2 separate regions of the Bombyx mori genome follow, and region 1 is linked to region 2. Evidence: chromatin contacts called from public Hi-C data. All regions are on one chromosome and are shown on one strand. Each heading gives the region's core, a stretch centred on a gene start, on an enhancer-like site or on the middle of the called end of the contact. The rest is flanking DNA. Distances are from core to core; before and after follow the strand shown.

What was found. Hi-C and Micro-C count contacts between places; a contact is called where the count stands out from the background.
Region 1: a contact with region 2 is called in a Hi-C map of middle silk gland, with 4 times the contacts expected there. The contact joins the promoter of LOC101743969 here to the enhancer-like site in region 2. A contact is called at or near these places in 6 of 7 Hi-C or Micro-C datasets (middle silk gland, midgut, posterior silk gland and 1 more).

Annotation. Positions count from the first base shown.
Region 1 is chr22:3,147,509-3,150,493 of ASM3026992v2, forward strand. LOC101743969 (methylcytosine dioxygenase TET) reads right to left here and starts at 1,410. Exons shown (of 12, transcript XM_038019059.2): 1 at 1,222-1,410.
Region 2 is chr22:3,073,458-3,076,366 of ASM3026992v2, forward strand. LOC101743969 (methylcytosine dioxygenase TET) reads right to left here. Exons shown (of 12, transcript XM_038019059.2): 4 at 575-661. Among protein-coding and RNA genes, the nearest start is that of LOC101743969, 74 kb to the right of the region's middle. Within about 2 kb of position 1,429, at least 5 of the 8 cell types and tissues checked have open chromatin away from gene starts, as enhancers often do.

The DNA of each region.
Region 1 (2,985 bases), core at 160-2,659, 74 kb after region 2:
CAGACAACCACTGTGCATAAGCATAGCACATAAGCAAGTTAGTAGAACTAGGAATGTTGCGGTATTTGATTTAAATTATATTTTAATTTTAACTAATATATTAATCACATAACATTACTATTACTCTTTAGTCAAACAATATTATAAACACAATAAAATTGTAACATAATGCCATTTGTTTTTTTTTTTTCATTTTGCTGCAATTAAGGTCTAAGTGACATCATGCACTGGTCACAATGGTAGGAAGGGACATGCGTCACTCCATGCGTTTTGTTTTCTTCCCATTTTCCTGCCACGCAAATAAATTTACAGCGGTTAACTTTGTTGCCAATTTAATAGATACTAAAAGAAACGTTTTTTTCAAAATTTTATTTCATTTGTAGATTCCCAAAAGAAACGAAGGAAAACGTGTCTCTACCTAAAGTCCAAACCTTTAGAATTTTATTAAGCTTACGATAAAGACCAGATATGTGAAGTGTTTCATTTAAATCAATCGATTAATAGATACTAGACTGGACTTCGTATCAAAAGTCTTCGAATTTAAATTAAATATAAATATAGAGCTCAGAATAACCATGCTTAAAGATCGTTATGAACAATTCTAACAACTTAATAGAAACCGCTTATTCAACAAAACCAAAATAAAATCAATGTACACATCTGAATATTATTATAGTCATAACTTGTCCGTATTGCTTTATTAAAGCTCTTTGCTTTAAGAAGGGTGAACTCCAATCTATCAAATTAATTTAATTAAGGCTAATTCGTAGTTCTGAATTATCCGGCGATCAAAATTAAGTAACTTTGAAGAATGTTTGAATGAGATGTAAACTTCTACGAGTACATACAAACTAATTAGTAATAGCTTGTCGTGCGTATGACTCTACACAAGGATACGGGTCTAACTATGAACTACGAGTTTGTCTATTGGCAGGAGACAATACCTACGGACGTGATGCAATAACCAACTTCTTCTATACAAAAGCACTCTTGACAAAATGCGTAGCAGGAAAACGGGGATCGATTCGCGAAAGCACACAACGAAAGCTTGAGCGGAAGCACGCGAACGCGCACAGGAGTCCGCTTCACGCTCTAGTGCTGTCGCTCTATATACCTCTATACTACAACAAACAATCCACTAAACCAGAAGCTTCTACTCTTCTACTTCACTACAGTTGCACACTTGCACTTCGACACTAAACTTTTGCACAAACTCCGTACCTTCTCCGGTCACTCGATCCATCCGCCTCCTTTTGTTTCTTTGCTTGGCCGCCACGAAAACAAAACGGACCGAAGGACGCAAGTGAAAAATAAACAAAAAGGGAATCGAAGTTCGCGATCGCGTGACTGTTGCGTCCCGCTTGTGATATAACACGCGCGTCTGTACGCGACTAGGGTCGGCGGCGGACTGGCGCGTAACGTGCGGCCGCACGCAGCTGCCGCGGCGGCCAATGGCGCGCGGTCACGTGACGCCCCGCGCCCGCACACGCTTGTTTACAAATAATAATAATACGCCGGTGTAGAGCCGCGTAGCGCGTAGCCGTCGCCGCTACGCACAGCTGTCGTTGCATTTGGCGGGATTCGATACGGAGCACATTCGCTTCAAAGCTTCGATCTGTTTACTTGAAGCTTTCGCGTCCGCGTCGGCGTTATTATCGATCGGTGCGTGCTTGCAGCGGTACCGCGACGCACTTCGTTTTTGTAATGACTCATTCTTCGGTGCGAAGCTTTCAAAGTTTTAAAAAGTACACCTTTCCTAAGATTTACTCCCAAATCCAGAAAAGCTTAATCGAATTATTTTCTCTGTTCGTATTCGGAAAGGGGCGCGTTATATTCCCCGTTTCGCGACAGGTTGGTGTTTCCGATTGTTTTGCGTTTAGTGCGTAAGGTGCAAAGAGGGTAAGCTCCCCGTGCAGGCTACATCCAGCCCCTGCCCTGAGGAGCCCCGCTCTACACCGACCACGGCCACACTCGACTCGCTCGTTTTCATATGACCCCCTCGTAAAACACTGCCCTATCGAGAACGTATATATTGTCCCAATTTTCTACTAAGTATACTCTGATCTATAGGGATAAATATAATCGATTATTAATTGATTTTACAAACATAAAGTCACGAAATCGATTATAACAGAGTGCGAGGTAATTAAACGTCTCTATGTCATATGATGCCCAGTGTGTTCACATCGACGGACACATCTAAGTCCCGTTTAAATATTTGCGGGTAGATATAATTTTTTCATAAAAACATAACTACATAATAGAGACTCAGGAATGTTTGATTTGTGTTATTTATTGTGAACTCGTTCGGCTTGGTCTCACAGACCGCCGTTTGCTGCTCATGCTGGGTGGTGGCATTCTCGGAGTGACATTTACAACCTCCAGTAATATAATACAAAGTGAGCGTTGGCTGGTCTATCTATTTTACAGCAAAAAGTAATAATTTCACCACTCTACATACATATTTGTTTGACTCTACATTAATCTTCAGAGCTTTTGAATGTATTATATTTATTTAATTTTGCAACTGAATAGATAGGTTTCGTGCTTAAATATCTCTAGGAGCTAGATAGAATCCAATTCAGAGGGATGTATGTTTTTTACAAAACTTTTAGGAATATACTTAGTCACACGGTTCCGAGAAAACTCATAGAATAGTATTCGCGTAGTAAACTGGGGGCTAGTTCACCCCCGAGCTGTGAGTCATCAGAATTTCACCTCCTACACGAATTACTCAGCTCTGTTCACTCATTATCTATTTGTCACGATCTCACCATCTGCCGTTATAATTATATTGTAGTTAGGTCCAATATAATTGCGAAGAACCGAAGTGCTCACAATGTAATTGTAATTCAAATTCGAACACTTCAAAATACTGAAAAAAGAGCAACCAATCAATCCGTTTGCTAAATGAAGTATTTAATAACAGAGAGTTCTTAGTTTACTTTCTGGTATTTTAAATAAAAAGTATTGCAACGCTTGCAA
Region 2 (2,909 bases), core at 179-2,678:
AAATTTTTTATCAGATAATATCTGTTAGCTGGATGTCTTAAATCGGACCGAATCAATGAACAATTTTGGTAAACATTCACTATGATTGGTTCATAGTTGGTGTTTAAATGGTCCATGCCAGCGAAAATGCTCTTAACTTCTTTTAGTCTATCTCGCTTACATCTACGCGATTAAATGTGTATTCACGACTATTTAATTTTAATTATGAAATTCATGCATTTCCATTCTAGTTATGTCATGGGCGATTGGTTTAGTCTGTAATTGTTCTGCCAACTTGAGAACAATAAAAGGGAACGTGAGGCTAATATGAGATACGAGCAGGAATAAATTTTTAAAAATAAATAAACATATACGAATTATAATAAATTGATCAACAAATATCTGAGAGTACAATATTCCATGATAAAATAACTGCATTCTCTGAAAGTGAAGATTAATGGTAGTAATAAAGTTTAATAAATGTTATTTGTTAAAGATGTGTAGCTAGTTACTAGATTAGTCACCACTAAGGATTCACATGACATAAAGAAATAAAAAAGAAATGAAAAATAAGGAAATGGGTTTATGTACTTACTGGAGTGGCCGTTGCGCGCCCTCTACCGCGACCTCGACGAGACTCGCTCTTCACGGTCTGCAATGTTCCGTCCGGCGCCAAAATAAGCTATAACAACACAGACACACCACAGACTTAACATAAAGCAAAAATAAAGTAAGTAAAAAAACAAAGGAGAACGTTAACACAAAAAGGAAAAATGAATAGACAAACATGCAATGGATGGGTTAAGTGGCGACTTATTAGCGGTATTAGTGGTCGAAGTATTGTTTTTAGTATGACGATGAAAGTTAAATAGTTAAAATATTAATAAATTCTGTTAAATTTGTTTCTATTTGAAATACTATGTATATTAAGTAATTTGAAATGTTTTTTTGTTAAACCGCCATCTGTGAACTCAAAACTAAACTAATATGAAATGGCTAGGATTCACGAAGTTCTTCTACTTGACAGCAGATGTCGCGCCGAGCAAAAGTTCCTCGTGTGTTACAGAGATGGCGCAGTGACGACGATTTATTTTTTAAGCATCTAATTCAAAAATATTCTAATTTTGATTTTGGTTTCTAAGCCGTGTTTTATCAATTTTACTAAATACTCACAAATTACAGCTATTTTCGTGGACATTTTTCATTTTAGTGTATTATGATTGTTTAACGTTTGGAAGCCATCGTTGAAAATCGAGCCTTGGAAATTAAAATGGCGAATTCTGTACAAAACAAATTACTTTCAAGTTTTAGAACAACAGCTGTCACTGATTGGTAGAATTTTTTTCATACGTAATAATTAAAACAGCGAGCTGTTGTATGATGTACCAACGAATAAATAAACAGTTTCTGTTACTAAGCACATGGCGGCGACTCGCACCTGGCGTTTTAGTTCGTTACTCCTGTTTTTGTGTTATTAGAATGCGAACAGCATTTGTTATAGCTCGGTCTCTTTCTGACCTAAGGCCGTCTCGCTTACTCGTCGTCTATTCACATTCAAATTTTTAAGGATTTCTAATTATCCTGAACAGGTTAAAGGATCATTTTGATTAAGTATTATGAATAAATAGTGTGAGAAACATCTGCTTCTAACTGGTTTCAGTTAGTATACATTAAAACGATTACTATTCATCAATTTGTTGAAGTTTAAAAATAAAACTCACATTTACAAACGACTGGAATTATTGTTGTACACGTATTAAAATAATTACAGACGCGTAACTGTTCTTTTATAATTTAAATAAGTAGTTCAACTTCGAATTATGTTATACTGATGTAAAGATAAGACACGTGGAACATTTCCTTATTTCAAAATTCAAAGTAGAATTAGGTCATAACGGCTTTTTAAATTAAAATAGTTATTATTCATTATAACAGCTATGCGATAGTACTATGTGTACTTACTACGCGTATTAATCGTCATTGGACATCACTCTAATGTTATTTTAGACGGTATTTGTAAAATTTATGTCATAAGAAGACCTTATCGTGGATAGGTAAATATCAATTTTATTTAACATCGTTGTCAACATTAAATTGATATAGAATATAAGTATAAATTTAAAATAATACAACATAAAACTAAAACTAAATGTATTTAAGACAACGTTATGACATGGCACGCCTTTTCACTCGTGTTAAATTTGTAAATCCGAAATAATGAAATATGTATTTTCTACGTATTTATACGTATTTATTACGTAAAGAGTTGCGTTCAAAAGCTGTAAGTTTTGTGGGTACGTAAACTCACAAATCCGCGAACACTGACGTATTTATTAAAGCATATTCATTCTGTGTTGTCCGAGCTATGTACTATAATAAAACGTATCCAGGTTATAAACGTTCTATGCGCGAAACTCAATCTAAATCGGTTTTGGCGTTTTTGCATCATCAATTAACAAAAACAAGTCGTCGCGTAGCCTAAAGGATAAGACGTCCGGTGCATTCGTATCTAGCAATGCACCAGTGTTCGAATCCCGCAGGCGGGTACCAATTTTTCTAATGAAATACGTACTTAACAAATGTTCTCGATTGACTTCCACGGTGAAGGAATAACATCGTATAATAAAAATCCAACCCGCAATATTATAATTTACGTAATTACTGGTGATAGGACCTCTTGTGAGTCCGCACGGGTAGGTACTCCCACCCTGCTTATTTCTGCCGTGAAGCAATAATACGTTTCGGTTTGAAGGGTGGGGCAGCCGTTGTAACTATACTGAGACCTTAGAACTTATATCTCAAGGTGGGTGGTGCATTACGTCATAGATGCCTAAGGGCTCCAGTAACTACTTAACACCAGATGTGCTGTGAGCTCGTCCAACCATCTAAGCAATAATAATAAAAACAATAATTATATTAGTATAGATACA